Linked DNA regions of Mus musculus: all the other regions are linked to region 1. A link is a contact called in public ChIA-PET and Hi-C data. All regions are on one chromosome and are shown on one strand. Each heading gives the region's core, a stretch centred on a gene start, on an enhancer-like site or on the middle of the called end of the contact. The rest is flanking DNA. Distances are from core to core; before and after follow the strand shown. Region 1 has its middle 18 kb from the start of Snx18. Region 2 overlaps Gm41069 (a long non-coding RNA gene). Region 3 overlaps Cspg4b (chondroitin sulfate proteoglycan 4B). Region 4 has its middle 14 kb from the start of Gm41070.

What was found. Hi-C and Micro-C count contacts between places; a contact is called where the count stands out from the background. ChIA-PET counts read pairs in DNA pulled down with a chosen protein or histone mark.
Region 2: a contact with region 1 is called in an RNA polymerase II ChIA-PET map of memory CD8 T cells, with 5 read pairs. The contact joins two enhancer-like sites. A contact is called at or near these places in 1 of 39 promoter capture datasets (cranial neural crest), 1 of 484 Hi-C or Micro-C datasets (CD4 T cells) and 2 of 115 datasets of contacts at active chromatin or transcription factors (embryonic stem cells and memory CD8 T cells).
Region 3: a Hi-C map of bone marrow-derived macrophages shows a contact between it and region 1, with 32 read pairs. The contact joins two enhancer-like sites. A contact is called at or near these places in 3 of 15 datasets of contacts at CTCF or cohesin (hippocampal excitatory neurons, pro-B cells and stem cell-derived epiblast-like cells), 118 of 484 Hi-C or Micro-C datasets (the 4T1 cell line, B cells, the C2C12 cell line and 67 more), 13 of 115 datasets of contacts at active chromatin or transcription factors (CD8 T cells, the HPC-7 cell line, acute myeloid leukemia and 7 more) and 5 of 9 other capture datasets (adipose tissue, bone marrow-derived macrophages, embryonic stem cells and 2 more).
Region 4: a Hi-C map of bone marrow-derived macrophages shows a contact between it and region 1, with 25 read pairs. The contact joins two enhancer-like sites. A contact is called at or near these places in 2 of 484 Hi-C or Micro-C datasets (bone marrow-derived macrophages and muscle stem cells), 2 of 115 datasets of contacts at active chromatin or transcription factors (bone marrow-derived macrophages and microglia) and 1 of 9 other capture datasets (adipose tissue).

What each region holds. Positions count from the first base shown.
Region 1 is chr13:113,633,378-113,639,091 of GRCm38.p6, reverse strand. No RefSeq gene overlaps it. Among named protein-coding and RNA genes, the nearest start is that of Snx18, 18 kb to the right of the region's middle. Within about 2 kb of position 2,926, at least 92 of the 459 cell types and tissues checked have an H3K27ac peak or open chromatin away from gene starts, as enhancers often do. A contact at or near this core is called in adipose tissue, bone marrow-derived macrophages, memory CD8 T cells and 1 more, where this site is marked.
Region 2 is chr13:113,196,250-113,201,963 of GRCm38.p6, reverse strand. The region is part of intron 2 of Gm41069 (a long non-coding RNA gene); the gene reads left to right. Among named protein-coding and RNA genes, the nearest start is that of Esm1, 11 kb to the left of the region's middle. Within about 2 kb of position 3,628, at least 58 of the 459 cell types and tissues checked have an H3K27ac peak or open chromatin away from gene starts, as enhancers often do. A contact at or near this core is called in memory CD8 T cells, where this site is marked.
Region 3 is chr13:113,334,250-113,339,963 of GRCm38.p6, reverse strand. The region is part of intron 5 of Cspg4b (chondroitin sulfate proteoglycan 4B); the gene reads right to left. Among named protein-coding and RNA genes, the nearest start is that of Gm41070, 27 kb to the left of the region's middle. Within about 2 kb of position 2,908, at least 21 of the 459 cell types and tissues checked have an H3K27ac peak or open chromatin away from gene starts, as enhancers often do. A contact at or near this core is called in adipose tissue, bone marrow-derived macrophages and microglia, where this site is marked.
Region 4 is chr13:113,375,868-113,381,581 of GRCm38.p6, reverse strand. No RefSeq gene overlaps it. Among named protein-coding and RNA genes, the nearest start is that of Gm41070, 14 kb to the right of the region's middle. Within about 2 kb of position 2,406, at least 65 of the 459 cell types and tissues checked have an H3K27ac peak or open chromatin away from gene starts, as enhancers often do. A contact at or near this core is called in adipose tissue, bone marrow-derived macrophages and microglia, where this site is marked.

The sequences.
Region 1 (5,714 bases), core at 1,677-4,176:
GGGCTTGGTTAAAAGATAAGAGAATATATAGTGCCCTCTAGTGGGCAACAGATAAAACAATTTCCCGCCTGGCATTCAGAGTGAAATTAATGACAGGAATGCAACATAAAGTTATGAAACCAAATATTAGTGTCTCAATAGGGTTTTAATACCTTTACATTATCCCATACATTAGTGACGTACAAGAAAGATTTCCTATCCTTTCGTTAGGTAAACATTTACATAAATGGTGAATACAAGTCACAAACACTTTTTTTTTTGCCAAACGAACATGAGCCATTGTGATTAGTTTTCCACAAATGATTGGTTTTTTTTACACACACACACACACACACACACACACACACACACACACACACACACGCACACACACACACACACACACACGAGTCATAGTCATTTCAGCTGGAACTGATAGTGTTTCCCAACTACTTTGGGACAGACTTTGAGTGCATCTCATGAATCGAAGATGGAACAAAACCTTTTCCAGTGGTGCTGGGCTGCCTTTTTCCCTCACTCTGTAGCAGGCCGACCCGTGTGCTGTGTCAGTAATAAGGAGAGTGGCTTGGGTTCCACCCATTAGTGATGTACTTGGGTTCTCTACCTGGCCAGAACTCAGCCTGAGAAGTGGAGAGCCAGCTACAGAGGAGACCCTTGGAGACTCCAATCGGACATGCAAACCTACAGTAGCTGCTTGCACAGTGTGGACCTTGTGCCGTGTAAACTTGTATAGTGTGGATCTACCGCACCAATATTTTTTAGAAAGAAGACTTTGGTGTTGGCCAGAGTGACAGAAAAGGGCTCCAGAGCTGTTTTTGAAGCATGCAATAGAATTTGGCTAGGTAAAAGGAGGGGAAAATTATTTTTGGAAACAGATTGTTTCCTAATATCAGAACAATTTATATTAGTATATAATTGTAATAAGATATAAAACATTGGTCAAAATGAGTAACTCCTAATCACATTGGATGAGGTATGATGTCATGACTAAGCTATGGTAGTGAAATTGATGAACATTTTTCAACATCTGGTTTTTTTTCTAGTTGTGCAGCCTAATTGCCAAGAATGCTATAAGCACAGCTGTGTGTGTGTGTGTGTGTATGTTTGTGTGAGTGTGTGTATACTCACTCTTTAAAACAACCCTGTATCCTCCATTCTGCAACTGATGCTGTTGAAACACAGAAAGCAGCCATTTGCCCAATGTCACCTGATGTCTGGTAGTGACAACCTTGTACAATCACCTTGCAGACAAGTCTCTGGGCACACTCTTGAGGGAGTTTTTAGATTGGCTTAAACTGAGGTGGGACAATGCACTCTAACTATGGCTAGCACTAGTCCATGGCCTGGGGTCTCAGATTGAAAAACATAAAAATAGGAGACAGCAATCTGAGGAGCAGTGGATGCTGTGTGACCAGCCGCCTCATGGTCCTGTTACCATGTGTTCTCTGCCGTGGTGAACTGCGTCCCCTCACACCGTAGGCCAGAATAAAAACGTTCATCCCTAAAGTGGCATTTGCCATATTTCTGATCACAGCAATAAGAAACATAATTAGCACAATGAGAAAGCCAGTGAGACACAGAGATAGCTGGGCTTGAACCCAGGCAATCAGACCCCCAGAGTCTATTCTAGTCACACCATCCTGTTTTGCAATTTCTCTGTCGGAAGAGGGGGAGGGGCTGGTGGGATCTTTTGTGGAATGAGCCAATGAACAGACAACTGACCACAATGAAGGCTTAGACTGGCTTAGGCTACCAAGGGAAGGTAGGGGACAGGGATGGCTGGAAAAGCTAGGCACGCTAAGCCAGGTACAATGATGGCACAGGCACGTAATCCTAATGGGAGAGTGTTTGGTTTCAGACCTTGGAACAAGGAACTGAGGTGCATATTTTATACATCAAAGCAGGCCTCCAGGGTCTCTCAACCCTCAAAGTTACCTTCCTCTAAAGGCGTTTGCTTTATGATCCAGACATTTTGGGGGCTCTCCCTCTCTCCCTCCCTCTCCCCCTCCCTCTCCCCCCCCCTCCCTCTCCCCCCCTCTCCCCCTCCCTCTCCCCATCCCTCTCTCTGCCTGTCTCTCCCTCTGTCTCTCCGTGTCTCTCTCTCTCTGTCTCTCTCTCCCATCCCTCTCTCCCTCTCTGTGCCCAGGCCCTTTCTCCCCCCATACTCCACCCCATGATGACTTCCCAGGCCTCAGTCCTTGGGGCCAGCGAACTCACCTGAGAGCAGCTTCCGGATAAACTTGTATTTAATATGACCTAATCTGGTTTGAATAGGCTCATTTCGCCATCAAAGAACTAGCCTATTAGGGAGAGGTAAAGGCAGGAAGGATGCTTGTGAGCTTGGAGTCACTTTGAACTACAGTGTGGCTTTATCTCAAAACAAAACTGCCCAAACAAAACCAACCAGGAACTTGGTATAAAGAAAAGGACTGTCAGACTATCATGAGTCTGTGTTCGCCGCTGATTTATTTCAAGGCAGACTTCATTGCCGCCCTGTCTCCCGAGAAACATGAAGGGACACTAGACTGAAACTAGAACTTGACCTTGGCGAGGCCACTCATGGGAAGGGGCGTGGCTAAAAAAGTAGCTATACATTCTTTCGTCCTTTATTTCCAACCAAGACTGGAGCCATGATTCAGAGGTTTCATCGGTATTGGAAAGCTGAAACTACAAGGTATAAAACTCCCTGGATGGGGGGCTGTGGAAGAGGCACAAAAGGAACCGCAGCTGGGGCAGGAATAAGGTCCTCCCGGTGCTGTGGATTTAACAGGTCTGCCCAATTTCAGAGTCCCCAGCCACTTCAAAGGGGACAGAGTGGGAGAACTTGGATACAGCTAGGAAGTTTAACAAGAAACTTTAGAGCACTGTAGAGAAGAAACCAAACGTGGCTTCTGCCCTGACCACACTGTTGTGTGCTGTGAAACAGGAAGTGGCTGCTGAATGTCCTCCTCACGCGCTCGCTCTCCACCTTCCGGGACAGAAGTTTCCCTGGAAACCCGCCGCGATGGTGAAGCAGATGGAGGGAGGCAGGGTGAAGAGCAAAGACCACATGTTATAAAACGGGAACACTTGCTTTTATACATCGAGTGTGCGTAGTTGGTGCCCCCTTCATGGTTCCAATCCTCCCGATCGTTCGATAGGCCCTCTGTGTACAGTACACTTGCCTCTGACTGATTGTGCCTTCAAGGGAGGGCTCCTCCCATGCCTGCCCCGGGTTTCTACGTGCCTCCATCCTGCTTCAGCCTGGAACATTCTATTAATACTTCTAGCAAGACTCGTTGCTCTTTTTGTTTTTAAATCCTAATCTTCCCCTCTCAGATTATCTTGAAAAGAATCAGCAACGCTTGGGTGTGTCGCTTTGTACATTGAACGGCTGTCTGGTCACCCTGAAGGTGATGTGGTAGACACAATAAAGCAACCCCACTGATCTATATCCTTGTATAATCTTGTCCCCTGGGTATTGGTAGAAACTGTGACTTGCTTCTAAACTGTAAAACAATGGCAAACATGATCAGATGTCACCCTGATGACCATATTTTGTTATAAAAGACTGTCTTGACTGGATGGAAAGGGTCCCTTGCTAGCTTTGAAGATACTGTGTTATGGGAATGCCGTAGAGCAAGGAACTTCAAGAGGATAAGGGTCCCAAACCAACAGCCAGCAGGAAAACAGGGACCTTGGTGTCCTAACCTTAAGGGATAAATTCTGACAACACGGAAGGAGTTCAGAAGCAGGTGCTGGCTTCCCTTTTCAGGTTTCTAGAGGAGCACACCACCCAGCTGACCCCCTGTAGCCCTCGGATACCCTGAGGTCAGGATATAGCTGAGCCGTGTTCAGATGCCTCCCATGGTAGGAAACTCTGAGCTCACAGCAAGGCGAGCTTTTGAAAGGGCTAACTCGGCAGGCACGCAGTAGATAGCCGAGAAAGGCAGCAGACAAGAGATACTCTGGAGATGCTTGGTGATAAGAAGAAATCAGAAAAGACAAGAGACTTTTCAGAGCCTCTTTTAAAGACAGGCGTACTTCACAGAATGCCCCACCCAGCCTGTGCTGTGTCAGTCATGTAGAATTTGCCTTGTATAAACACTGCGACTATGGCTTTGAGGAGATATTTGCGCCAGTCAGGTTTTAGCCAGGAAAGCAGAAATCATTATGCCACTTGAATGATGTAATGCACATGCTCTCTTGAGCAGGCGGTGAGAGCAGACAGCAAGCCTGAGATGAGCATGGCAGCCTAGAGGCTAGCAGCAACTCCGGGGTGAGGGTGGGGGGGTCTAAGCAACCTCCGGGCTCCTCCCTAAGTTCCGTATTTTATATGGTGCTTGTGTGTATGCACAGGTTAAGCATTTTGTTTTGTTTGAGACTGGGTCTGGCTCTGTTGCTCAGGCTGGCTTCACACCCAAGATTCTCTTGCTTTAGCCTCCCAGTAGCTGAGATGACAGGTATATTCCACCGTGGTCTGCTTCAGTTAGGGAACGCGTATGCCTTGTCTTATTATTAGTTGCTTATTATTAGTTGTTTCAGCAGATTCGATTACTGGAAGTCTGAGCTTCCCTACGGTAGCTGAGAAATAAAGCCACGGATAAGAGTCAACAAAATGACCAACAAAGAGACCTTCAAGGGATCCAGATCCTGGGACTGTTGCGGGAAGACTGGAAATGGGCAGCATCCTAGGGGTAACCAGAGAGCTCTGTTTCAGCGTGTTACCATAGTTGTTCTATTCCATTCCCATGAGCAATTAGACAGTTCAGAAAAATAGCTGGCTCAGGACAATAGAAACGTCTACTAATGGGACCATAATGCTTTGCTAAGCTCTGGTGCATTTCCATCTGTAAGCAAGGTCTCGGGGAAGTGAAGGGTCATTAAGTCACTAGATTCTTCATCTACCCTGCTTTATCCTGCAATAGCAGATCTCTCTCCACACACTGCTCATCCTTTGTTTCAATCAATGATAATATTTAATTTCAATGTTGAAGCAACCATCTCAGAACTATTCTAGACACTTCCTCATTTCTGTGGGTCATCTTCCATGAACACAAGAAGTACACACATAAAACTTCTGTTTGTTTTCTTTTGATCTTGTTCAGTATAAAGCCACCTTAAAGTAGGCCATTATTGAGGATCAAGAGAAAATTATCTTCATTCCCCTACACTGTGTGCTGACATGGAACTATCATAAATGTAAGACATATCATAAATGTAAAAAGTGAACTGCAAAGCCGGGCGTGGTGGCGCATGCCTTTAATCCCAGCACTCGGGAGGCAGAGGCAGGCGGATTTCTGAGTTTGAGGCCAACCTGGTCTACAAAGTGAGTTCCAGGACAGCCAAGACTATACAGAGAAACCCTGTCTAGAAAAAACCAAAGGGGGGGGGGGAGTGAACTGCAGAACATGTGTGATATTTAGGATAAAGGAGAAGATGATGATTAGTTTTGTCAATTTGATTGGATGTAGAAGACCTAAAAGACAAACATCTGGGCATGGGCATGAATGAGTTTCTAGACTGGATTAATTGAGGTGGGAAGATACATCCTAGATGTGCACGGTACCATTCCATAGAGTAGGGTCATAGACTGAATGATACGAAGAAAGCCAGCTGAGTGCCAGAGTTCATGTCTCTCTGCTTCCTCACTGTGGATGCCACGTGGCCAACTGACTCCTGTTCCTGCCTCCCCGTCCTTCTGCTATGATGGGCTGCAGGCTGTGAGGCAAAAT
Region 2 (5,714 bases), core at 2,379-4,878, 440 kb after region 1:
CTGCCTGCTTCCATAGTTGTTGTGAAATTTGCAGGACTATAATCTCAACTCTTGGTCAACACAGCACCCAAGGGTGTTCCAGTGCACTCTGTCTCAGCCAGCAGGCTATCCACATCGCAGCAAGCTGGGGAACTTGTCAGAAATAGCCAAGGATTCCAGCTTGGCATGCCCGCTGTAGGGCTGGGGATTGAAGTTTTTAAAGAAATGAACCAATTAATTCTTAGAAACTCCACACTTGGAGAACCCTCCAAACTAATAATTTTTTTCAATCATATTTCTTCATTTTAGGAGGGCTAATCCAGGGATCACTCTGGGGATTTCTGACAGGGAAAGTCTGTCAATAAGAGATCCACGTAGATTTTTAATTATATTATACTCACAATTTTTTGATATATGTCGCTGACTGTGCAGTACATCTTCATACTTTCATTGGCAACATTTGCACATTTAAAATCTTCAAAATGGGGGTCAATCCCTCAGAACAGAGTCTCAAAGGTACCAATGGAGTTCCCATTTAAGGAGTTCTCTGACCCTGTAGCCAGGAGATCGTCTACTTAAAAATAAATAGAGACATTAATTCAGAAGGCTCGGTATGAATATTAGTCATCTCAGGAATGTTTGAACTGTTGCTAAATTTATGTTTCTTCTTATGAGATTACAAGTATCATGTAAATAATAGAAGAAAATCTATGTCCTAATAAGACAAACAGCATTTGTTTGTTTGTTTGTTTGGTTGTTTTAAGATCCAGCAATATAAAAGTATTGTGTTAGGGTGCAGTTGAGTGAATATTTTTCTTCATCAAACAGACACACAGATAAACAACACACATCTTAGGTTCAATGAAATCCAGTAGTTACTGGCTTGCTTAGTAGTAAAAGGCATTCCATGTTATCTTTAATCTCCTTCTAGAGCGTTACATTGTGAAATCCAAGACCTTACTCTTGCAAGCTGCCTGAAAACCATCATCCTAACTTGATCTGACTTGAGGAATTTCGGGGTTAAGACGCATGTGCTGTAAAACTCGACTTTAATAGCCCATTTTCGGTTCCAAAGCACGCACACAAATGCCATTTATGTCTCTCTCAGTAGACCAGGAGCCTGAGTCCACACTGCCGTTCCCCAGACAGCATGCTGAGCCTGCCTTCCTCTGTAAATATATTTAGGAAGTACTCGCTGAATGAAACACTAAACAGTGGTCTTGGGAGTGAATGGGATCCAATAGTCCTCAAGGTGGCAAATCAGACTTCTATGTGGTCTAGCTTGGAAAGCTGGTCTGAAGGAGGCCAGCCATTTCTGCACACGGTTGCCTCGTTGAGTGCTGACACTCGCTGTTTTTCAATATTAATGCTTTATCTTTTTAATTTAACATGACAAAACCTTAAGGTTACCACCATTTTCTATACCCAACCCCCCCCCCCCCAAATGTAGGGTACCTGACCCTGCCAGGGAATACCTGAAGGGAACTATAAAGAGGCTGAAGAGAAAGCCACTGAGTAATGCTGTTTGAAAGGGGGATAAGCGGGAGGGGCTCAACGCATCAAAGTTGTCCATTGGATCCATCTCTGACCAGAAATAATTCCAACTTCTTTCTCCTTAAAAGACAGAATACCTCCAAGGGAGGGTGGTTGAATCTTTTTCAAAGGGGGAAATTCAACAGTTATTGGAGGTGGAAGGAGGGAGGGAACTGGATGGAAGAAAGGAGAGGGAGAGGAGTTGGGCAGGTGGGGGGATCAGGTGTAGGGAGAACAGTGGGGAGAGAATGGAAATCGGTGTGTGGGGGTGCATCTCTAGGACAAGCCAGAGACCTGGAAAAGAGGCTCCAGGATGTCTATGGGGGCAACTCTAGCTGAGACTCCTAGCAGTGGGAGATATGGTTCTTAAAGTGGCTACCTCCTGTCGCCAGTCAGGAGTCCCAGTGGAGGAATAAGGATAGCAAACCACCCACAAAACTTTTGACTCAAAATGTGTCCTGCCTACAAGATGTGCAGAGACAAAGATAGAATAAAGACACAGGGAATGGTCAACTAATGACTTCCCCAAACTGAGACTCATCCCAAGGGCCAGAACCAATCCCTGATACTATTAATAATACTCTGCTATGCTCCAGACAGGAGCCTAGCTAACTGTCCTCTGAAAGGCTCCACCCAGCAGCCAATGGAAACAGATACAAGGACTCACAGCCAAATATTAGTTGGAGCTCTGGGAGTCTGTGGAAGAGTTAGGAGGACTACTGAGGGACCTGAAGAAGACAGGGACTCCACAGAGTCGACTAACCTGACCCTTGGTGGCTCACAGAGACTGAACCACTAACCAAAGAGTGAGCATGGGTCAGACCTAGCTGCCCTGCCCCCCAACCCTCACATATGTAGCAGATGTGCAGCTCTGCCTTCATATGGGGTCCCCCAACAGCTGGAGTGAGAGCTGTCCCTAAATCTGTTTGCCTGTCTGCGGATACCATTCCCCCAACTGTGCTGCCTTGTCCTGGCCCCTAAGGGAGCGGATGCAGCTCATCTTGCAGTGACTTCATGTGCTGGGGGAGGGGCAGAGGGAGGGGGAGGGGCAGAGGGAGGGGGCAGAGGGAGGGGGAGGGGCAGAGGGAGGGGGAGGGGCAGAGGGAGGGGGAGGGGCAGAGGGAGGGGGAGGGAGGATACTCACGAGGGTGTGGTCTCTTTCTCAGAGGAGAAGGGAAGAATGGGTGGGGGGTGTCTGTTGCGGGAGTACTGAGAGCCTGTCAGCCATTCACACTCAATAAAGAGAACTGAAGACTTCAGAGTATCAAGTACATTCCCACAATGAAGGCAGTTAGAGTAAGCAGATAATAAAAACCTTTAGTACCTGAGGTTACAGGAAGGGAAAAAAACTGAACCCACGACGTCCTCAGCAATATTCAATCCCTAAATTACCCCAGCTAGAGTATATTCAATTTATACGAATATGGCTTAAGAAAAAACTCAGGGACTCAACTAACAAAGCAGCCAGAGCTTTTGTTTGTTTATTTGTTGGTTGGTTGGTGGGTTGGTTTTTTAATTGATAACTTGAAACTTTAACATTTATCTTTAAATATATATAATTTACTTTTAAGTAAAACCATTGATGAATAAAAATCATTTATATCTAAAGTAAATATTTTCTAAAGCTCCTAACTTTTTCTTAATCTTGCTCTATGGGAGTTACACAGCACTTATAAATACAGTGTAAGAACACTGGCAGGGTAAGATTTGTCTCCATCGACAACAATTAGGACATATTGTGAGTCAGTGAGTCAGAGTTTCAGCCAGTTTGGAGCCTATAATAAAGTGCTACAGAGTGGGTTTTATGTGCAAACCTTCCTATCACACAGTTCTGGAGGCTGGAAATCCAACATCAAGGTGGCTGGGTTTCATGAGTCCCTCTTCTGGCTGTCCATTCAATGCCTTCATGTTTCACTGAAACCAATGATTTCTTCCAGGCCAGATTTCATCCCTCACCCAGCCTTGCCTGGCATCTCTCCTCACCTTCCACAGCCCCTACGTGGCAGGTTCCTTCCCTTCCACTAAGAGAAGCCACTTCTGTGTTCAGTATCGCAGTCCTTGAAATGCTTGGCTCAGACCCCAAGAAAGTCATGATGATATAGTATAGCCTTTACGGGGGGAAAAATAGGCAACTGTCAGAGGGTTGCATGAAAACCACAGCCTTCCGTGTGACAGTGAGTGGAAGAGCTGTTGGCACCTCAACTTTCTCGCAGCAGCACAGTTCACAGGAATGTTCTCTTCCTCCATCTCTTTTCAAACCAACATGCTGAAGGCCACTGCAGTGCCATTTTACTGCACGTCCCTGAAAACTGACACACTATCTGTCTATCCTTACTCTCCCTCCCCACTGCACCAAGACTGTCACTCACTCCTCTGTCTGAAATGAAAGTGAAACAGAAACAACTGATTTGATCCACCAATACAAAATATATGCCTTGGAGCCAAGACTACTCAAGTGTGAAGCCTGAACGCACAGTTGTTAATGGTACTGTTTGTATCTGAGCCTAGATCTCCCAGATGCACAAAGGGACACATGAGCGCACCTGCTTCCTCGAGTTGATCTCACAGCTCAGTGCCTGGCACGTAGTAATCACTCAAAATATATTGATGACAAATGTGGGCTCTGGCTAGGACTCAAAGAGACTTCCCTGCTCTTCTGGTTCCTTATAAGCCCATGATTCTTGGTGTCCTTACGGCACCAAAGTGAATGGACATTGCCAGACAAAGAGGAAGCAAAGAAGGTCCTTGGGGTGACAGATGTTCAGGCCATGTCCTTATCCACTAAACCTTTAGAGTAAGTTTGCTGGGGGTAGGAGAGGGTGGATAGAGCTCAGTCCACACAATACAAACTCAGTGTTATCTCAAACCACAGTAATGGTTTATTTTAATAGACTCAGCCGTGTATATATATGGAAGCTTCAATATCGGCCCAGGGCCTGGGGGTTGGGGAGACTACAGAAGCCAGCTGAGATCCTGAAGGCCGGGAGTGGGCTTTATTTATAACACCCCCAACAGTTTCCAAGGGAGTGAAATAACAAGAGCTTGGGTGAGATGAGTCACACAGATTCACAGGATCAGAGAAGTCACCGGGGATCAAAGGACGGATGAGTCTTCCAGCTCACTGCCCCTCAGAAACGAAAAGGCTCATTTCACGGGGCTTTCTCTAATCTGTCCCAACTAATTTTTCAAGGATTGAGTCAAGAAGAAGGTTCAACCGGAGACTTAGTTGCTATAGCCACTTGGATTTCAGACAATGGGGATTTCAGTAGCATAGCAAAGAGCCCCATTTTATAATACCTTCCCCCAAACAAAATGAATGAAAGTCAAAGCCCTCCTTAGGAGGGAGGGATGAAAGACACAGCTGAACAGTTTCCAAAGCATACAGAAATAAATACAGACATCACTGAGCACCACAAATAAGGAACTAATCTAGTCAAGTGTAGTTACACAACTATGTGTCTCGTGGGCATGTCTGCTTGCTTCTTCTGTTTGTTTGTTCCATGATAACATCTGCCCACAGAGATCTAATTAAATATGACATTGCTGTCAAATAAGTTGGTTGTAACTTTCAACGTTTGTCTCACTTGTTGCCGTCCATGTAATGAAGGGGAGTAACGTTCAGTGGGCGAGGCCTCATGAACTGACCTGCAAGATGGTCAATGAGACTGTAGAGAACAGGTTGAAGAAGAGAGAACTCTCTGTGTCTTGTCCCCATCTTTACTTCTCAGAGCTTCAGTTAAACTAGTGTAAAGGACAGTATACCCCATACAGACCAGATATGACAAGTCAGGGTTGGCTGAGAAGACAGACCATTACCCCAGGACCCATCGAAAGCAGTGTACAGAAGCCAACGAGAACTAGAGTTGGGACTTCAGAGCCTTCCAGCAACTTCCATGATGTGAGAAGAGATGACACAGGGTAAGACCATCTGTCAATACCTCAAATCCAGCACAACCCACCAAGGCAGCAATCTGCTCTTGGGAGACGGTAACCTTCCCTAATGTGATGGGAGCTGAGGACTGACTCCTGTAGTCTAGGGCACAGCCAGTGCGGAATCCCCACATCAGCATTCTTGCTTGGGGAACACCAGCCCTCTGCCAGCACAATCACAACTGACCAGGACTGATCCCTTAAAACATTGAGAAATCCACTGGTCATCTTTGTCCTGGTGGGGAGGGGAGGGCTGGCAAGCTCACTTCTCC
Region 3 (5,714 bases), core at 1,659-4,158, 300 kb after region 1:
AGACCAACACTGCATCTGCTTCTATGCTTCCTAGCAGAGAATCTAAAGCTTCTCTCCTAAACCGTTAAATTGTTATGTCGCATGCTCAAAAGGAACAATTTTCCTTTTCCACAGAAAAGGAGGCGCTTTTGCAGTGACAGCTCACATCCCATGCCACTGAAAGAGAGTTTGAATGGGAGTCCAGAAGGTATATAGGGCTTTTTAAGTTTTCATACCAAACCTGATATCCGGACAATAAAAGTCATTCCAATCACATCCAAAGTGTCACACAGATAGCAATCATCATCATCATCATCATCATCATCATCATCATCATCATAATCACATCCAAAGTGCCATACAGATTACAAGAAAAAACCTCTTTTGTGAATAATCCTCTAACTTGGTGAATGCTGACAGCTATGATCATAAATTATACATAAAATTTATATACACATGCATAAATACACACACACACACACACACCAGAACTTATACATACAAATCTGTGTTCAACTCTATAAGGCTACTGTGGTGGTTTCAATAAAAATGGCCCCATAGACTCATCTGTTTGAATGCTTGATCCCTAGTTGGTGGAACTATTTGGGAAGGATTAGGAGGTGGAGCCTTGGACTCAAAAACTTGCAGTTAAGCATTTTCTTTTGTTAGATTCCTTGGTCATGGTTTCTCTTCACAGCAATACGAACGCAACTAAGGCAATTCACTATCTTGAAGAATAACTCATGCCAATAAAAACAGCACTGCTAAAAATTCAAATTCTTGAGTTCAAATTATTTTTGTGCAAAAACATTGGATTTTGGTTTTGTCCAATGATAACCAGGGTTCAAGTCACTGTGTTCATATTTCCTAGCAATATAACCTTGTCCACATCTCTTAATCTCTCTGGGTTCTAATTTCTTCATCAGTAAAAAGGAATAATGGGGATATTATCTATGTTGTACTTAGCACAACCTCACCTGACATACAGCAAGTCTTTAGTAAATACTAGCTTTGGGTAGCCCATTTTCTTCACAAGATTTGGCTCTGAGGATAAGACCATATCTGGCTGTTGTGTTATGGTACTATGTGGCAAGCTAGGTTCTTCTGTGTGTGTATCACCAAAGATACACACTCAGCCCAAATGTAACTTCCAAAAATATTAGATTTACTTTATTTGTATGTATGCATGTCTATGCATACACATATGTGTGCAGGTGCCCTGGGGAGCCAGCAGAGGGAATCTGATCCCCTGAAGCTAGAGTTATAGGTAGTCTTGAACTCTGCAATGTGGATGCTGGAAGGCAAACTGCAGCCTGCAAGAGCCGAAAGTGTCCTAATCAGTAGGCCATCTTCTCAAGCCATTGAGTGTATTGTTCTTTAACACTACTCTACTTTAACACTATACTAAAGCCAGCCCAGTTCCATTAACATCATGAAGGCTATTTCCTATCACACACTGCATATATTGCTTTACTTCACATTACCCATCATGGGAGGGGGCATTTACCTGTTAACAACTTAATTTCTGACTGTTTCTCTCTCAGTCTAAGGACAATAGCTTTTCAGTGTCTACTGGAAATACAAAATTAACAGTGTGCTCAGATTACAAGGACGTAGGCTTAATTTAACTTGTGGAAAAGCCACGGTTTCTATAAAATATATACGTGGGCCTGTTTAACAGTACCATGACTGCCAGTTTCAGGCTTTACATTTTTAAATCATTCCCTGTAGCTTATTTTTATTTCTTCAGGAATGAAAATTAACTTGAGAATGTGCTGTCATTTTCCTTCCTGTAACTTGTAGACCCTGATTATTTTTTCCCAATCAGGAGCTTAGAAGAGTTATTTTTCCACTGTAGTTCCTCTAAGGCCAAACACTGCTTTCCCCTGTCACCTCTGGAATATACCACCTTCTAAAACAAATGGGGAACCTGTCACTAGCTCAATTAGCAGTCCCATTGCTTCAAGGGAAGCTCTAGTTTAGAGCCCAGCATTGGGTCACAGTAACTTCAGATATGTGGAGAGAGGGACAGCAATGAGCTCAACCTTGAAGCCAGATTTGAAAGTTATGTAAGGTTCAATAAGCAAGTGTCTGAGGACAAACCACACTTGCCCTGAGGACAAGCCACACTTGCCCTGAGGACAAGCCGCACTTGCCCCTGGGGGTAGTACACGAAAATTCACCTCTGCTTGTTAGAGGAAGAGAGGCTGACCTCCTGAGTTACCAACTGTGTCTACCCAATGTCATCATAGTTGTGCTATCAACATTTAAAGACTCTGGCCTTTGGATCAGGTTTCAGGGGAGTTGTATAGAGTACTCTGATGAGCTGCCCTGCTGTGTGGCATTCTGGAAGGCCACTGACTTTTACAGCCTCCACGCTTCCACTGCACCTGGTTTGCAAAGCTCCTTCTAGTTATTCTAAATAATTGCCAAAAACAAATAAGTGTGTGTGGGGGGTGTATCTCCAAGGGACAGTCCTTGATTTGCACACACTGGGTCCTGGGTTCAATCCCCAGCACCATACAAAGCCAAGCCAAGCCTATCTTTAAAGTAAAAACAAGGCAAAGCATTATAGTATTATATTACAGGTCTTTTTTGAAAAATGGGAAAATGAAGCCCCCTCGTGGCCAGAATTTTATGTGGCCTGTGTAAAACACCACTTAAACTCAAAAGCACTCTTAAGAATGGATTTGAAATGTAAGTGAAGAAAATATCTAATAAAGTAATTTTAAAAATCGAACGACAACAACAAAAAAAGAAGGATGGATTTCAGAGCAGAATACAAAGGAGTCACTAGGGATAGCATAACTCTGAATCTGCTTTGTCAGAGCACAAATAAATGACCCCATTCATGGCCCCCAATTCCCTTAGAGATGGGCCCGCCCGCCAGCCCTGCAGTTTAAGGATGTGTCTTGTTCCTGCAGGAGAAAGGCCTCACTTGAAACCCTACACCAGAGAAGGCAATGCTTAGACTCTGCTCTGAATCCCCAACCAGAGTCCACCATGCCACCAGGATCAATTCCCACCTCTCCCACGCTCTTCTCCAAAGCAGACTGGGGTGGACACCCTTGCTATCTACAGGCCCTGGCAAGACTGGGAGGAAGAAAGCCATATAAGGTCACCTGAAAGCTTTAATAAAATGCAGATTGGAGAGAACATGAAATCTGGGTCAGGAAAAGGTACCTGCTACCAACCTGAGGGTCTGAGTGTGCCCCTGGGACCTGCATAGTCGAAGGGGAAACCAACTCTTTGCAAGTTGTCTTCTGACATCAATACTTGTGTATGGTGTGTGTGTGTGTGTGTGTGTGTGTGTGTGTGGTCCCTTTACCGTATATCCCAAATAAATCAATGTGATTTTAAAAACCCATAAATCTGAAGGCCTTGTGGAAGTCACATTTTGCCTCTGTCCCAGATTCTCTCTCTGCTTAATGTTGTTATTTGGGCTAGTCATATCTACTGCCCATATCACACATCCCACCACTAGTCTCTCCAGCCCAGACCATGCTCATTATAGAAGTAGCTTACCTCCAAGCCACACCCCAGCCCTTTACTTCACCCCTACCCTTAACTCTGTGGGAAGCTCATACTTCCTCCAGGTTCTTGGGTTCCTATACTGTAACTGTGCAGGAGAAAGCAGTAGTGCTTCATTGTGATCACAAGTTCACACCTTAACTCTGCTATATCCCCGAGGCTCTGTCTGTCTGTCAGCCAGTCTGTCTCTCTTGCAATCTTAGCCAAGAGTCTCCTGTGCTATAGTTTTCCCCTTTTTTCAAATAAAAACGATACCCTACAGAGTTGTTGAAGGCTTGTGTCACAGGCTGAGCCCAATACCAGGCACAGAATAAACATTTCAGCAGTATTAGCTACCGTGTGACCAGAAAGTGGTCATTATCTTCATCAACCAATTGCTCTGAAATAAAGAGAAGAAATGCTGCTGTCAGAAATGATCCCTACATTTGAGAGGAACTACCCACACATCTGCTACTAGACAGTGTGCTCAGTTAGCCGTGGCTTTAACTAAGTGCATATGCTGTCCACATTCACATCCAGAAAAATGGACAGACCTGATAATCCTTTAATATTATTGGGAGTTGATTCATGACACTCCCTGCAGTGTGGTCAATGCGCTTAGCTGTTCCATGCTAATTTGCCATCATTGCCAGCCACTCTGGTGGGAAAGGGAGAAATAGCTTGAAAACAAAGATAACTGGGGGCAGAAACTAATAGCATATCTTGGATCCTGTGAACTGCCTAGAGCAGACTTTCTAAGAGACGAAGGCTAATTCCTGGCTGCTGCTTGGCTCTTTTTCTATTTGAAATTAAGTTGAGATTGATAATAGATATTATCATTGTGCTTCAAAATTTCAATGCACAAGACTACATTGTTCGAAGACCTTTAGGCAATCTCTCTCTCTCTCTCTCTCTCTCTCTCTCTCTCTCTCTCTCTCTCAGTGTGTGTGTTTGTGTGTGTGTATGTGTGTGTGTCCCCTCAACTTTACCCCCTTTACTTCCAATGTTTAAATCCTTGTCATTTGTTATTTTTCTTCCATCATGACCATGACTTTGAATGACCACCACAATCCATAAAGTGAGATGGCCAGGTTTGAAAGCAGATACGTACTGTTCCCCATCCCAGCCTACTTTCTAGCTGGGAAGGGCAAGCCTGTGTGAACGGGCAATGAGCAGGCGGGGTTAATTAGTCTGGCAGAGCTAGGACATTGAACAGTCATTAGGAGACTTCAAAGATGAGGACAACAAGCAGACTTCCCTGCCTGGAAGTGAGACGACTCTTAATGTAGTAAAGAACTCTGGCAGTATTAGGTGCGGAGGGTGCAGTTATTATAGCAGGTACCTAGTGGCTTCATTATCACCCTATGGTATCAGTTTCTGGGAGTTCAGGATTTAGCACTTTCAACAGATGAACTCCTAGAACTTGACTCAACTCATAAAAGGTCATGTTTCCGGGAGAGACAATGGCTCAGTCAGTGAAGTGCATGCCACACAAGCTGGAGGACTTCGACAATCTCCAGCACCCACATACAAAGCCAAGTTTGTCTGGCATGTGCCTGTAATCCCAACATCGGAGGGGGAAAGACAAAGGAATTCCTAGTTTATAGGCTCCCTAGCCTGGCCAGGGAGACAGGCTAGACCAAGTGTGAGCTTCAGGTCAGTGAAAGACTGCCCAAAAAAAAAAAAAAAAAAAAAAAGAGGTGGAGGATATGTGGATGAAGAATACCCAATGCTGAACTTCATACAGAATTCTATATACAAGTGTACACCCTCACAAATGCCCATGTACATATTACAGACAGACCACACATTTCCAGAAACAGTAAGAGTAATGGAGGGGGCATTTTTCCATATATATAAACATCTAGCTTTGTTAGTTTCATGGCTTGCAGTGCCTTTCAATTAGCCAAAGTAATTAACACATTTTACATACTGTCCATGTGGGGTGTGTATGTGTGTGTGTTAGACACAAGATAATTTGGTATTACACATTCTATTTCACTTAACATGATTTTAAAATATTGTTTTGGTACCATAGGACCTATAACCTCCTGATCATTCCCACTATGGGTAGCAGGTGTGGACTCTGAGCTCAGACCACCCAGGCTCAAATCCTACTTTTGCTAACTTTGTCATTTGTCAAGTGCCTTAAATTTTCCTTGCCTCAAATATTTATTGCAACCCTCCTTTGATTACAAGAATCATGAAAAGGATTAAATGAGGAA
Region 4 (5,714 bases), core at 1,157-3,656, 260 kb after region 1:
TAGCGGGCTCTCTATGGAATGTTTGTGGTCAGTAAGGGAATACCCGTGTTGTGTTAAATATGGAACAGGCCCATTGGCTTCTGTAAGAACACTTGGTTCTCAAATGGTGGGACTGTTTGGGGGAGTTGTGGAATCTTTGGGACTCTAACCTTAGCTAGCAGAAATGGGTCCCTGGAAGAGGGTCTGTATGGGTAATCTCCATTTCTGGTTCCAGCCCTGGCTGTCTCTGCTGATCTGCAAACTGTGAATAAGCCATGTTCTTAGTACCTGTCTACCACTCTAGACCACACAGCTTCACTGTGTCTTCCTGCCATGATAGGCAGTGTCTCCAGAAACCATACAACAAAGAAATCCTTCTTACAATGTGCTGTTTCCGTGGGGTGTCCTGCTATAGGGATGAGAACATTACTTAAAACGACCTGTAAAACGTTTATTAAGTGCCTACTGAATACCTGGCATTGCTCAAAGTTGTAGCTTTCTGTGACTAGCTAAAATGTCTACCCTAGGGCTCTCTATCACCCCATATTTCTTTTAAATAGTAAACCATATCAGGCTCTGTGAGGTGCTTTCTGTTACACATTTGTCCAAGATGTCCATTTTAATGTCATTATATCACGCTGATATAGTGGGGGAAATATTTTGTCTCATGTGAGGAATGGCACTTAAATGCCTTGCCCTCTGAAATCTGCTCTTAAGTTCTCTGTGTCCTCCAAGGCTCTGGGGAATGATCCTGTGCATCTTCTCCTGCAGGACCAGAGGCAAGATGCTCAGTGAAGGACAGGGACCAAGGAGCCCTGGGCACTGCACTTGGGAAGGGCTGTTCACTAGGAACAAAATTAGGGTTCATGAAGCAAGCTTAGAGCACAGAAGATGGGATTCACAGGAAACAAGGGAAAGGTTACATCGATTTGAATCGTGTGTGTGTGAGTGTGTTTACATGTATTCAGGTACACATGTGTGTATGGGGCAGAGCTGTATACATATGTTGACCTGCCAGAGCCCAGCCTTGGCACTGTTCCTCAGTGCTACCCATTGTCTTTGAGACAATCTCTCTCTCTGGCCTAGAAGTCAGCAATCGAGCTAGGCTGACTGGCCAGAAAGCCCCAGAAATCCATCTATCTCCACACTGCTGGAATTGACACGGGAGTCACCATAGGTAGCTTTTGTTTTATGTAGGTTCAGGGGATTATAGTTAGCTTGCACCGCAAGCACTTTACCAGCTGAGCTATTTCTCCATCCCTGGGAGATACTGGATATTCTCATCCTCAGAGCTGAAGCTGCACTGGTGACTAAATGGTTAATAGAATACTCCGGCTGAAAGCCTAGAGTGTGTCACCCAGGTCTTACCCATAGCTTTGAGCGACTTCCTACCTCCTCTTCTTAAAGCAGAGATGGTGATGGCTATTTCCAGTGACTTGCTCTTAGGCAGGAGAGTCCAGTCTTGCTCTGCCCTTGCTAACCTATCGCTGCCTGGACCCCATACTGTGTGCTCATTTGTCTCCCAGCTTGTCTAACCCTCTGCTTATTTTACCATCCAAGCAGCTCAGGTGGAAATGTACTTTATTTCCATGGAAACCTCAGAGCATTCCCTTTCTTCTAAACTATGAACCTTGTTGTTCCGCTGTCCTGGCCCAGCTCCTGACTTGCCACCCCTTACCCAAACCATTGCTCTCCCACCCCTCCTGATTAGCTCTGCCAGCTCCCTGAATGTTTTAGTTGAAGGAGAACTGTGGTTTCCAATTCTATTCCAAGGCTCAGGAGAGATTTCTGAGAACAGCTTCCTCGTTTTCAATTGACCGTGGTAACAGCAGCCTCAAAGAAATCACTTTTCTGAAAAATGAGCCTCATTCAGAAAGCAAAGTGAGACTGGTTTTGTCCACATTGCATATGTACTCAAAAACTGTGGGGGACCTTCCTGTGCCCATCAGGAGCTGTTCTCCAAAGCTCACTACGGAAAAGCAAGGCCACAAGGTATTGGATGAGATGGACTCTGGGCTTCTAGACCTGGGAGAAAACCCAAGAAAGGCAGGAGAAAGGGGTCAAGTCTTTCTTTCCTAAACAATGTGAAAGGCAGGCCCAAATGGGCCCCTTACGGTTTCTATAACCATCATCTGTTCCTCCTGTCTGTGACACTCAAGGAGTCTTGGAGCTGCTCGGGGTAAGACAGTATGAGAAGGCTGCACTGTGAGGAAGTAAAAAGAAGACAGTGATTGGAGTTAGAAGGGAGTGCTTGACCTTCAGCTACAACACTGCTGTCTGACTTGTGCCGGACACCTGCTGAACGCACCTCGAGCCATAACGCCCACTCTCCATCTGGCTCCTTCCCCAGGCGGCTGCTTGCAATGGACTGGATCAGAAGCAAGCCACCCCCTGACTTCTGAACTGAGTCAGTCAGTGAAAGTATTTGGAGGGGAGCAGAAGGGAGGGCACGATGAAGGCACCAGTTCCTCAATTCCTCCCACTCCTTCTCACCGGGGTTGGCTGCCTCTAGCTATGAAGATCACAGCTCCCAGCACGTGAGCATCTAGCTTAGCTCAGGACAGCTGGTCTTTCTTTGTTCTCACTGCTGTGGCAAGCCCACATGACCCCAAGCCATACTCACTTTTCCTAGTTCTGCTCCCATCTCTACCAACTCTCTTATTCAGTGTGCCTCAGCTATGCTACCCAATTTGGACTTTTCTTGTTTCCTGCTGCCATGTTCATGCTCATGAAGGTCTGGGTCAGGGAATTCTGAACTTCTCAGAGTCCCTCAATGTAATCTTGAAGAGGAAGCTAACTTAGAAACTTCAATTTGGAAACATACCCGGTCCACCTCCCTAAAGCCGTACTCTGAGGAAGATCTTGACAGCCTCTGGGGACAACAGGTAGGACAGGAAAGGAGGACACAAGCCCATGGCTAACTCTGCCTGCTCTACGAGTTTGAGAAAGCAATGTCAAGACACTAGAAAATGAAGAAGGGCCTAGAACTTGTGGAGCAAGGAATCCATGTGCAAGCTTTGATACAAATGCAGTTTCTGCTGCTATTTTAGGAACAAGACTCATCTCAGGGAGAAGTCACAAGAGGAGCACTCTGTAGCGCCACCCTGCTGTCCTCCCTCCTTTCAGAGTTGACTCCTCCCTAGGATCCTGATAAGGAGGAAGTACTTCCACCCTACTTCTGGCCACACAGATGGGCACAAGGAGACAATTGGTCCAAGAAGAATGAAGCAAAAGTCCGGGCTGACAAAAGGAGTTTCTGTCTCTTGAGAATCTGGGCCGGGTGACCTTCAGTCATGGTTGTGTGATGCCCTGAGTGATACAGAACCATGGAGCATAGGATGGAGACACCCAGGCCACCAGAGGCAGCAGCTATTTCAGGCTAGGAGGAAATCAAAATGAAGACCCTAGTGGCAGAAGCCAGCCCTCTGGCAAAGGGGAGGACAGCCCACCATAGCCACTCATGTGTCTCACACGTGGGCTCTTGTCTTAGTTTCTAATACCTCTTCAGGCCCGGCCATGATGGTTATTACACACTATGTCATGTTCTAAGAGCAGCTGTGACTTTTTCCTTGGTCAACAAATGTCCTTTTCTTGTGCTACACTAAGGACTGCATAGTAAGTAGAGGAGATGGGAATTCTTTTCAGGAGAATTCGAAAACCATGCATGTCCCTTTCCAGGAGATAGAAACTCACTCCACTCCCTCAAATGGACTGGACTCGGCAACGCCCTGTAACATTCAGAGGGGAAACAAGGGTGGCGGTGGGGATGGGGCTGAAAGAATAATAACTTCAAAGTGGTCGGGCCTGGGAAATAGCACTTTAATCAGCTACTTAAGGTTAACAGTGACTCCTTAGGTCACGTGGGTATCATTTACCCGGCATCATAGAATCCAGGCACTTGGTCTGTGTGGTATTTCCTCCTCAAATCCATTATCTCCAATCCAATGATGAGAAAGTCTAGATCAAGGGACACTGTACAAAATAACTGACCAGCACCATCTATTTGAAACACGGAAAGAGACGGGATGACTAAGGAGAAATAGCAACTGAAAGCAACAGGTATCTTGAGTTGGGTTTTAAAGTATAAAAGGGGCCTTGGTAGGGAAATCCAACTAACAGGCCCAGTTAGATAATAATGTTGTATCAAGGATAGGATGGATCTTTTGTTTTTAATAACAGCATCACGCTTACAAACATGGTATGTTAGAATAAGCCATACGGGTGTCTTTGCAGCCATGGAAAGTTTGGAATTATTTTTAAGGACCCCAGAGAAGCGTACTGACTCTCTAGAAGCATCAGAGAGCCAGCCAGTCTTGGCAGCTATGGAGGCACAATTCACCCTACAGAACTGGCCCATCCAAGATGGTCGCAGTCGCTGCAGGCTCCACTTTCCACACCGGCACATCGCTCTATGCCATTCCCACCTCTGAGAACTCCATAGAGCCCCTGCTGCTCCGATACTGCTACTGGTCACCAAAACAGACTGCAGGTATCTTCTGCTTTTACCTGTCATAGGCCTCGGTGTTCAGGAACAACTCGCACATTGGCTGGAAGGAGGCTGGATTCTGGCACTTGCTTTTATCCCTGAGTGTGCCTAGGAAGGAAGGGCTTCCCAAACACGGGAAGGGGCTTCCAGCACCGTGTCAGCAAAGGTGAGGGTGGTGAATGAAGCAGCATCTAACTGGAACAGTCACAGCGGACATCTCAGAGGAAAAGAGCGAAGATAGATTGGTTTTGTGAAAATGAATTAGAATTGAAAATATAGCAACGGTATCTGGTCTTCCTGTAGAAGAGGGAGGGCTTTGACAACAGAAATGATTGTTCCATGTAAACGTTCTGTTGGAAAAGGCAGGCTGTGGCATGTGTACAGAAGACTTACTTCTTGTCTCCTATAGCCCTTCACAGCTCTGCAAGCTGTTTTCTGTCAGGGTCAGCCAATCCTGTGTGAAATATACTTTTAGGGTTTTTTTTCTTTTTTTTTGATTTTTAATATTTTTTATTACATATTTTCCTCAATTACATTTCCAATGCTATCCCAAAAGTCCCCCATACCCTCCCCCCCAACTTCCCTACCCGCCCATCCCCATTTTTTTGGCCCTGGCGTTCCCCTGTACTGGGGCATATAAAGTTTGCATGTCCATTGGGCCTCTCTTTCCAGTGATGGCCGACTAGGCCATCTTTTGATACATATGCAGCTAGAGTCAAGAGCTCCGGGGTACTGGTTAGTTCATATTGTTGTTCCACCTATAGGGTTGCAGATCCCTTTAGCTCCTTGGGTACTTTCTCTAGCTCCTCCATTGGGAGCCCTGTGATCCATCCACTAGCTGACTGTGAGCATCCACTTATGTGTTTGCTAGGCCCCGGCATAGTCTCACAAGAGACAGCTATATCTGGGTCCTTTCAGCAAAATCTTGCTAGTGTATGCAATGGTGTCAGCGTTGGAAGCTGATTATGGGGTGGATCCCTGGATATGGCAGTCTCTAGATGGTCCATCCTTTTGTCACAGCTCCAAACTTTGTCTCTGTAATTCCTTCCATGGGTGTTTTGTTCCCAATTCTAAGAAGGGGCACAGTTTCCACACTTTGGTCTTCATTCTTCTTGAGTTTCATGCATTTAGCAAATTGTATCTTTTATCTTGGGTATTCTAAGTTTTGGGCTAATATCCACTTATCAGTGAGTACATATTGTGTGAGTTCCTTTGTGAATGTGTTACCTCACTCAGGATGATGCCCTCC